Regions from separate parts of the Macaca mulatta genome. Here regions 2 and 3 are each linked to region 1. Evidence: chromatin contacts called from public Hi-C data. All regions are on one chromosome and are shown on one strand. The core of a region is the stretch at or near the end of the contact, and the rest is flanking DNA. Distances in the headings are between cores, read along the strand shown. Region 1 holds the start of SDF2L1 (stromal cell derived factor 2 like 1). Region 2 holds the start of TMEM191C (transmembrane protein 191C). Region 3 overlaps PI4KA (phosphatidylinositol 4-kinase alpha).

Region 1 (3,456 bases), core at 311-2,810:
AAAGGCACTCACCTCCTATAGGTGCAGAGGGTGAGGGGACAGTGGTCACCACAGAAGGCGGCATTCGTACCTACACTGAGCCTAGGATCCTTCCCTGCCCTTCCTGGAGACTCAGCTCCCACAGCTGCAAAAGGTGACACCATGACCCGCCCGCGCAACCTCTGGCACTCCCTCCCCAGCATGGGCTCTTCAGACACGTGCACACACCATTGCATCTGTCTGTGCAGAGACTACTGGTCCCCACAGAGCTAAGGCCTCCTCCTCCACATTCTCCCAGTCCTAATCCCTCTGACCTACCTTCAGCCCCTCAGGCTAGCAGTCAAGCTGTCTATCTATCTCAAACATTTTCTTCCACCAACTCTCCAAGGGCACCCACTGTTCCATCCCAATCCCCTGAATTCCACTGACCTCCATGCATTGGTGCAATCTCTTCTGCTGGCCTGGGAAGTCCTTCTTTTCCCTTTGTGGCTTGGAGGACTCCTAATCATCCTTTCAGACCCAGCCTGAGTTCCTCCTCCCCAGTGGAGTTTCCTATTCCCCACCCTCAAGGCTGTGTGGATTCTCCTCCTGGGTCCCACTTGCCCCCAGAGGAAGAGCTATCCAGGAGGATCTCTTCGGATCTCTCTCCCATCGGTCTCCCTGCCGGGCCGGGAGCACCTGGGGGCAGGATCTTGGCGGAGTTACTCTGTTTCCCCCGAAGGGGTGCTCAATAACCATCTCTGAAGTGAAATTTCCATTTCACGAAGAAGCTGAGGCTCGGATTGGAACCCAGGATCTCTGGCCCCTCACACAGGCCAGGAATCTCTCTGGGGGCTCCGGGAGGGGCTCACCTGGTTGTTGGACAGCGGTGACGGGAAGTGGTGCGTGTGTAGGTTCTTGCCTGTAAGCACATGCGTGAGCCGCACTGCCTGCCCGCAGCGCACCGGGGACCCACGCGGGCACCCGCCTTCCGAACCGCCGCGGATCCGCCAGTAGCTATTGGCGTCGTCCGACGCCTCCACGCCGGTCACCGATTGCTGGCCGCTGCCTGAGGAGTGACACCCCACTCACCCAGGGTCTCCGTCAATCGCAGAACCCCGGACCCTCGCCCTGGGACCATAACATTTCCCAGGGGACCCCAAGGGGCTCACCCCCAGCCCCGGCCCCCGCCTGACACCCTCCTCAGTCTTTGGGCCTGCAGTTCCCCGACGACCGTCCCCACCCTCAATATCCTCGACACCCTCAAAGCCTTGCGCCCCTCGACCCCCCAACGACTCTAGAGCCTCCGCCGCCCGGCTTCGAGATGGCCCACAGACCCCCACGACCACCCTGTCTCCACACTCCCAACCCCAAGCCCCCGATCCCCGCGCTCTCTCAGTCGCAGGTCACACGCACCGGATCCGTATTTGATGTCGTGCGAGTGCAGCCGCACCCGGTGGTGCGTATTGAGCAGCTTCAGCACCGACCCGCAGGTCACGAGCCCCGCGCCAGTCTTGGCGGCACTACCGCCCGGCACTAAGAGCGCCAGCAGCAGCCCCAACAGCACCGGCCCGGCAGACCCGCCGCGGCCCGCGCTCCACATCGCCCCGGCCCGGCTCCAGCCGCTCCGGCACTAGGGCTGCTTCCGTCCTCGCCGCGGCCCAATCCAGTTCTGACAGCGCCCGCTCGCGGCAGCCAATGGTCGGCCCGCGCGGCACTCCGCTTGCACTGCCATTGGGTCATTGAGGAGAGGGCCCGCCCCCGTCTCGCTAGAGCAGTAGCTGGGCGGGGACTGGAGACACGAGGAGGGTTTTGATTGGTACACGCTTCCGAGGACTTTCCAATGAGTGTCCAGGGAAGGGCGGCTGAGTAGCCAAGCGGCGGAGAATGAGCGGGAGCGCTTGGTGAGGACGCCGAGTCCGAGCCCCGCAGCCGCTGAGTGCCTGGATACCAGCTCAGGATCCTAGCACCCTGCAGGCACGTGTTCACGACGCCCCTTGATCCTGGACTCCTGGGCACTCAGTAATTAGTCTCTCCCCTCAGAACCTGGGACCACAACTGCAGGGTCTTGAGGCTGTTGGATCACTAGATTTTGTGGTCACAAAGTCGACAGATCCCAGAATCACTGAATCGTCTGGTCCTTCAGTCCCTGGACCCCGAGATTAATGAAACCCCCAGTCATTCGGCCCTAGCCGCCTCTCTGACACTGGGTCACCACAGTCCCTAGACCCTGGGGTTTCTGAATTCCCCTGGCCACTTATACATTTGACTCCTTTCGTGGCTAAATCTTGTGGTCACTGGGTCATCGGGCAGGAGAGGGCAGCAGGGAGCTGTGGCGTCGAGAATAATGGCAGCTTCCCACCAGAAAGCCCCAGAGCTGTCTTAGGAAACCAGAGTCCAAGGAGACCAAGGGGCTGTGGGAACCAAGCCTGGGTGACTGTGTCCCAGTCTCCTGGCCATGAGTAGGTCTCCCTTTTGCCGCCTTCTCAGAGTGTTGTCAGCTCAACCTTCAAAGGGAGGAAAACTTATACCACTGTTTATTCATTCATGGGACATTGTTGCAGCGGCTTCACTCCAGATCCTGTGGGGTCACAGAGGAAACAGCTCTGGGCTCAAGAGGCTAAGGTGTAGTTGAAGCACAGGCAAAGCAGAGACAAAAGTTCATATTTAATTAAATCGTCCAGAATTTTGCATTCAGAAAATCCAGAGTAAAGCGATTTTCATTACAGCAACATGTTATTTTGGGGGTTTCATGTTTCATATTGTTTTTATTTTGAGTTACATGTAGTATAAGTCACCTTGATCTTTTCAGCATTTAGGTGTCCAAACAGTTAAAGGTCAGTCTACCCTGGATTTGGTAGTCACTGCACTTGAGGGGTTTCCAGTCTAGGGTGGAAGATCTGAAGTACTATCTGAGAGGCAACGGATATATACTCTTGGACATGTCAGCCATCACCTCAAAATCAACACATGCAAAGCAGAATTCCTGGTCTCTGCCCTCAAACTGCCCCTCCCCCAGGCCTCTGAGTCTCAGTAAATGGCACCTCCATTCAGGCCCAAAACTTGGGATTCTTCTTTCATTCATCTCTTTACCTTGTTGCTCCTCACATCTCATTCAACAAGTCTTTTTTTTTTTTCTTTTCTTTTGAGATGGAGTTTTGCTGTTGTTACCCAGGCTGGAGTGCAATGGCGTGATCTCGGCTCACTGCAACCTCCGCCTCACGGGTTCAAGAGATTCTCCTGCCTCAGCCTCCTGAGTATCTGGGATTACAGTCATGCATCACCATGCCCAGCTAATTCTTTTGTATTTTTAGTAGAGACAGAGTTTCACCATGTTGACCAGGCTGGTCTCGAACTTCTGACCTCAGGTGATCCACCTGCCTCATCCTCCCAAAGTGCTGGGATTACAGGCGTGAGCCACCACCATCACTCCCAGCCTTTATTTATTTAGTTAGTTTTTTAACTTTTGAGTCTCCACATGTGCCTCATTTAACAACT
Region 2 (3,546 bases), core at 557-3,056, 180 kb after region 1:
TTGGCCTCCCAAAGTGCTGGGATTACAGGCGTGAGCCACAGCGCTCGGCCCCTACTACTACTATTTTTTTTGTTTTTGAGACGGAGCCTCGCTCTGTCACCAGGCTGGAGTGCAGTGGTGCAATCTCAGCTCACTGTAACCTCTGCCTCCCGGGTTCGATTCCCCTGCCTCAGCCTCCCGAGTAGTTGGGACTATAGACACGCACCACCATATCCGGCTAAATTTTTTTTTTTTGTATTTTAGTAGAGGTGGGGTTTCACCACGTAGGCCAGGATGGTCTTGATCTCCTGACCTTGTGATCCACCCGCCTCAGCCTTCCAAATTACTGGGATTACAGGCGTGAGCCACCATGCCCAGCCGTTTACTACTACTACTTAAAGGGTGAGAGGCGGGAGGATCGCTTGAGCCCTAAAGTTTGCGGCTGCAGTGAGCTTGTGATGGTGCCACTGCACTCCAACCAGGGTTACAATGGGACCCTGACTCTTAAAAAAAAAAAAAAAAAAAAAAAAAAAAAAAAAAGCATACACTATTTTTTTTTGAGACGGAGTCTCGCTGTGTCTCCCAGGCTGGAGTGCAGTGGCGGGATCTCAGCTCACTGCAAGCTCCGCCTCCCGGGTTTAGGCCATTCTTCTGCCTCAGCCTCCCGAGTAGCTGGGACTACAGGCGCCCGCCACGTCGCCCGGCTAGTTTTTTGTATTTTTGGTAGAGACGGGGTTTCACCGTGTTAGCCAGGATGGTCTCGATCTGTTTCCCTTTAGATTTTGTTAGTAATTTATTTTGGATTTTTGCATCCAAGTTCATAATTGTACTCGACAAATAAAGGCAGATTTTAAAAGGACAAGTTGGGAGGCTAAGGCGGAAGGATCACTTGGGCCTGGGAGATTGAGGCTGCTCTGAGCCTTGATTGTGCCACTGTACTCCAGCCTGGTGACAGCAAGACCTTTGTCTCTAAAATAATAATAAATAAAAGGACGAGTTTACTTACAGTCTCACCAAGCAATGAAAGAGCTTATCTTCCTCCTGTTTCCTTTGCGGATCTTGTCATGTATTTTATCTTAGTTACTTTAGCATAAATGCTAAATCAAATTCTTTTTCACCAGACATCATCATAGCTCTAGGCATGCCACATAATAAATACCCAAACACATATTAATCATTAAAATTGTTTCCTTTTTTTTGTGGCTACTGTAACCACTTCAGCGAACCATTTAATGCACAGTGGGTTTAAATTATTTTTTCTCGGCTGGGCGCGGTGGCTCACGCCTGTAGCCCTTTGGGAGGCTGAGGCAGGTGGATCACGAGGTCAGGAGATCGAGACCATCCTGGCTAACACAGTGAAACCCCGTCTCTACTAAAAAAAAAAAAAAAAAAAAAAAGCCGGGCATAGTGGCAGGCGTCTCTAGTCCCAGCTACCCGGGAGGCTGAGGCAGGAGAATGGCGTGAATCCGGGAGGCAGAGCTTGCAGTGAGCCGAGATAGCGCCACTGCACTCCAGCCGGGGAGACACAGCGAGACTCTGTCTCAAAAAAAGAAAAAATATTTTTTCTCCTTCCTGGGATAAATTTCCCAGGAGAGGGATAATTGGGTCAAAAGATATGAACATATTTATGGGTTCTTTTCTACAAGAGATCGATCAGTTTCCGAGTGCCATCTGCTATGTGGGGGAACCAATCTTCAACTTGCCTGCATTTGGTCTTAGTATTTTATTAATCTTTCATTGATCCAATTAGCTCTTTGACACAATTTTCATCAGTGGTGGACTAAGTGTGACCGGCCTGACCTGTCTCTAGCTGGTGTGAGAAGAGGCATGTGTCAGGTTGCGCTTGGGCTCCCCCTGCCGCCCGTTGTGGTACAGCCCGCTAGGCGCTCCCTGCTGCCCATTGTGACGCCCGCCAGCCGCAGGCTGGGTCCCCTAGGCGGGCGGCGTTTAGGCACGGTCTCCACAGCCATGGCCGCGACGCAGGAGCTGCTGCTGCAGTTGCAGAAGGATAACCGAGATGGTCGCCAGCGGAAGCAGGAGCTAGAGAAGCTGATGCGCGGGCTCGAGGCCGAGAGCGAGAGCCTCAACCGGCGCCTGCAGGACCTGAGCGAGCGGGAGCGAAGGTGCGCGGGGAACGCCGCTCCACCTGGCGGGCGCGTGAGGGTCCGTCCCGCAGGCAGCGCCGCGAGGGGCTTCGCAGAGTACCAGGCCGATCCGCCCGGGCCCGCACCTCTGCTCTAGGCGCTTGGGGAACGGGCGATCCACCCAGCGGACCCAGGTGGGGGACTCGGTCAGGACTTCCCCGTTCCCAATCATGAGCCTGCAGCTGGTCCTTCCCGGTGACTGCGGGATCCTGAGCAACCCAGTCCGCCTTGTAGCGCCAACCTCAGTTTCCCTCTGCAGCCTGCTGCGGAGGCGAAGCCAGGCAGTACAACCTCTGCAAGGGGAGGCGCGCGAGGCGGCGCGGGAGCGCGCGGAGCGGGTGCGCAGAAGGCTGGAGGAGGCGGAGCGCCACAAGGAGGACTTGGTGAGTAAGAGTCCTGGAATGGGGCTGGATCCACGGTGGAGTGGGGCAGGGTGGGCGGAAGGGGGCGGGATCCGGGGGTGGGGTGAGGCAGGACCGGCGGAGAGGCCGGCACCGCCCCAGGACCCTGTCCGCAGGAGCAGTACAACAGGCAGCTGCAGGAGCAGTGGGAGGAGCTGTCTAGTCAGGTACGTGCGGGAGATGGGAGGGTCTGTCTCTTGGTTCCTCTCGGAAGTCCTGCCCTGGTCCCCGCCCTTGTTGCCTCTCCGTCCCTGTCACCCCGACACCCGTTCCTCCAGAAGTCGGTAAACCCCGCCTTTACAAGCCCCGCCCCTAGCTCTTCTACTACGGAGGGGAACAGCAGAGCCAGAAGAGCACGGAGCAGCAACTCGCAGCCCAATTGGTGACGCTGCAGGTGCTTGAGCTGGACCCTGAGGTCTTTAGTAGAGGCGGAGCAGCAGCATGAGCGGGGCCATGACCACCTGGGGGTGTGGCTTGCGGCAGGCCCTGACAGCGTGGACTGGGCGGGGATGTGGGCGGAGCATAATCGCATGGGGGCGGGGCCCTGAGGGCTAGAATAGGGGCGGAGAGCGGAGGGGGTGGGGCCACGACTAACTGGGGCGTTGCTTACGATGGGTCCTGAGGACGTGGGCAGGGTCATGGTCGCCTGGGGACGGGCGCTGAGGGCCACGGGCGGGGCCCGGAGGGGCAGCGGGGTGTCGGCCTGCGGACCTCCTGACATTCCCTGGGTCCTTCTCAAGAATGAACTGGAGCTGGCGGAGACCAAGTGCGCCTTGCAGGAGGAGAAACTGCAGCAGGTGAGGGCAGAAGTGGGTTCTGTTGGAGGGTCAGCTTTCGAGTGTGGGTGGGGAAGGGCGTGTCTCCCCGGAGTCTAACCCAGGTGTCCACACCCAGGGCGCGCTGCAGACAGCTGAGGCCTGGGCCATATTCCAGGAGCAGACCGTAGTCCTGCAGGTGCGGCCCCACTCGGACGCCAAGGTGCCTCCCGCCTCTCCTCCCCCAGACCTGGGGCGGCAGGTCTC
Region 3 (3,224 bases), core at 167-2,666, 220 kb after region 1:
CAGGATAAATACAATGAAAATCACACACAGTCAAACTACTAAAAATGAAAGATAAAGAGAAACATCCAACAAGTAGCCAAAAGAAAAACAATAACATATACAGTCATCCCTTGGTATCCTCAGGGGAACTGGTTCCAAGATGTGGAACCCATGGATAAGGAGGGCTGGCTGTACTGAGAAACAGAAAGACTGTTGACTTCTCTCCAGAAACAATGCAAGACAACAGAAGATATATTTGAAATGCTAAAAACAATAAAATAAAAAACTATCAACCTAGAATCCTGGGCCTAGAAAAAATAATCCACATGCATCAAAAATGAAGGTGAACTAAGATGAGAGAATTTATTTCTAGCAGACCTGCATTACCGGAAACGTTAAAGAAAATTACACGTGCAGAGGAGATCACAGGAAGACTGGAAAAGTGTGAGTGATGAAAAACATTTGGATAAATTTATAAAGCTGTAACAAAACCTCTTCTTAATTTCTTTGAAAGACTTTTGACTTTTTTTGAACAAAAACAACATTATAAGGTCTAATGCATATAGCAGTAAAATATGAAAACAGGACACAGGGAATTGGAGGGAGAAACTGGGTGTCATAATGGCAGGGGGTGTCTACAGTGGCAACGGTATACAGCCGTCTCTGCAGAATCCTCTCCCTGGCAAGAACTATAACTGCTGTGGCTGCTCCAGCTGTCATTTACCGACAGCTCACTAGGATGCAGGTGTTCTTGTTATGATGCCCACCACGCAGGTGAGGAGCCCTGCCCGGGAGTCAGAGCCCTACAGGCTGAAGTGTGACTTCCACAGGCCCTTCTGCACATCTTTGATGGAAGCAGGCTGATCAGGCTGAGAACCCAGAACCCTCCCTGACTTCACAGGTGTCCCCCTCACTAGATAACCTCCCCCAGGTGCCCACTGGACCAAAATGTTTCCTAAGAACGCTGAATGATGTGATGGACACAAACCCCACAAGGTTATAAAATATCAGGCAAATGTGAGGTATTATCATCACTGCCACCGCCACCAGCCTGGAAAATCTTAATTCCGTTTTTGGAAATAGTCCAACTTTCCTGAGGAAACAAGAAAATCAAAATCCCCCTTTCTGACCACTCATTTCAACTGATCCTAAGAAACACAGAAAGAAAACATGTCAAATTCCCTGTTACCCTGACAGTTAACAGGATCTTTGAAAAATAAAATTGTTCTTAAGCATTTATCTAATCAGCTGAAAGGTAAGTATAAACTTCCTTGTGGGCCCCCTGCAGTAGCAACTCCAGAAATACAGATGCAGGGAAAAGGGGCTGATCCCGATTAGGTAACGTTCCTGTGGACAAACACAACTGCTCCCAATCAGATTCAAAGTTAACAGGTGTTCCAGAAGCTGCATCTTCCAATTTCAGTAGGGAAATGGCTCCCCCTACCGAGGTTTTGGGAGATAACGGCTTCTCGGTACCAATGGGATGCTGTTAACATATGTTCTATTTTCCGTGACTGTCACACATAATAATAGAATCTATAAGGAGACTGAGGCTTGAGAAGGTGAGGGGCTTGCCCAGTGTCTCCATGCTTGGCGGTGGCGGCACCAGGGAAGGCTCTTCCCGTCTCTTATCCCATCCCATCCTCAGTGCCACCCCAAGGTCAGGGTCCTACCGGCACTTCTACTCCATCCTTGCCGGCCAGCAGCCATTCCCAGCAGGCCAGGGCTGTCTCCATGCCATGCTCGTTGAACATCCGGAGGGGACCCCAGCAAAGATGATGAAGGAGCTGCGGGTCACAATCTGGAACCGAACACACCTCAGTCAGAGGCCTCCAACACAGCTTCCATAGGCCAACAAGAGTTGACCAGCTGGGGCCAACAATGGCCTTTTATTGACTTTCCACTCATGAGAGATAACTCCTCTACTGAGGGAGCTCCTGCTCCTTCTCCTGCCAGGACTCCAGCTGACTATGGGTCATGAAGTCCAGCATTCATTTAGAAATGAGCCCAGAATTCCACGGAGCTTCCGTGAGTTACCTTTGCTGCTAATGAGCATTGCAGTCAGCTTGAACATGGCCTGCGTGTAGTGCTGAGGATGACTGCGGTCTAACGCTGAATGTAGATCCTGGACCATCATTTTGTTCAGGTCAGACATCTGGCCTGTGGTGCCTGAGAACCGAATCATTCCATACACCTGCAAAAACATTCTCATCAACAACTATGCATAGAAGCTAGGCAATGTGGGTGAGGTCCTGGAAGCTACCAGATCACACTTGTGGTGGCAACAGTGGGTGCCTCACTGCCCCAAAGTGGAGCTCATGCATGTAGAGAGACAGGCTCATTTCAATGATGCTACTACTGATCACAGCTTTCTTCTAAAAGAATAGCTCCTCTAGAAATGCAAGTTGGCGGTGCCACCACTGCAGATGTTCCCCGGGGGTGGGAACCTCGTCCCTCATCTTTGTACCCAGCAGTGAGCCCGGGGTCTGACCCACGGTGAGACTGCATGAATGTGAACTGGATAAATACATTTCCTCAGACTCATTAATGACTCAAACAACAAGATCAGCCTCCTTATTAATATTATTATTTTTTGAGAGAGGGAGCCTCGCTCTGATGCCCAGGCTAGAGTGCAGTGGCATGGTCTTGACTCACTGCAACCTCTGCCTCCTGGGTTCAAGTGATCCTCCCGCCTCAGCCTCCCAAGCAGCTGGATTACAGGCATGCACCACCATGCCCGTCTAATTTCTGTATTTTAGTAGAGACAGGGTTTTACCATGTTGGCCAGGCTGGTCTCGAACTCCTGACCTCAAGTAATCCACCCGCCTTGGCCTCCCAAATTGCTGGGACTACAGGCGTGAGCAGCCATGCCCAGCCCTCCTTACTATTATTAATAATTTTTTCTTTGAGACAGAGTCTTGCTCTGTTGCCCAGGCTGGAGTGTAGTGGTACGATCATAGTTCACCGCATCCTCGAACTCCTGGGCGCAGGTGATCCTCCTGTCTTGGCTTCCCAAAGTGCTAGGATTACTGGCGTGAGGCACTGTGCTTGGCCAACCTACCTATTTTTAAAGTCAAATATAACTTTTTTTCCAGAGAAAAGAACATACAAGTGACAGAGTGCTCAGAGGGAGTGAACCCCCACTCAGACCAGGCAACTGATGGACTTTCAGAGTCGCCAGGGAGCTTAGAAATGGTATAGACTAGGCCAGGTGCTGTGGCTCACACCTGCAATCCCAGCAGTTT

Evidence for each region. Hi-C and Micro-C count contacts between places; a contact is called where the count stands out from the background.
Region 2: a contact with region 1 is called in a Hi-C map of fetal cortex germinal zone, with 3 times the contacts expected there. The contact joins the promoter of TMEM191C here to the promoter of SDF2L1 in region 1. A contact is called at or near these places in 6 of 14 Hi-C or Micro-C datasets (blood, cortical neurons, fetal cortex germinal zone and 3 more).
Region 3: a Hi-C map of fetal cortical plate shows a contact between it and region 1, with 3 times the contacts expected there. The contact joins the enhancer-like site here to the promoter of SDF2L1 in region 1. A contact is called at or near these places in 4 of 14 Hi-C or Micro-C datasets (blood, fetal cortex germinal zone, fetal cortical plate and 1 more).

Annotation. Positions count from the first base shown.
Region 1 is chr10:31,353,664-31,357,119 of T2T-MMU8v2.0, forward strand. SDF2L1 (stromal cell derived factor 2 like 1) reads right to left here and starts at 1,561. Exons shown (of 3, transcript NM_001145067.1): 1 at 1,375-1,561; 2 at 831-1,027; 3 at 1-15. The coding sequence starts at 1,561.
Region 2 is chr10:31,534,527-31,538,072 of T2T-MMU8v2.0, forward strand. TMEM191C (transmembrane protein 191C) reads left to right here and starts at 1,807. Exons shown (of 10, transcript NM_001193786.2): 1 at 1,807-2,102; 2 at 2,383-2,506; 3 at 2,641-2,691; 4 at 2,841-2,918; 5 at 3,265-3,321; 6 at 3,419-3,502. The coding sequence starts at 1,807.
Region 3 is chr10:31,576,400-31,579,623 of T2T-MMU8v2.0, forward strand. It overlaps PI4KA (phosphatidylinositol 4-kinase alpha), which reads right to left. Exons shown (of 56, transcript XR_013399529.1): 31 at 2,017-2,173; 32 at 1,653-1,780. Among named protein-coding and RNA genes, the nearest start is that of SERPIND1, 37 kb to the right of the region's middle. Within about 2 kb of position 1,417, at least 5 of the 40 cell types and tissues checked have an H3K27ac peak or open chromatin away from gene starts, as enhancers often do. A contact at or near this core is called in fetal cortical plate, where this site is marked.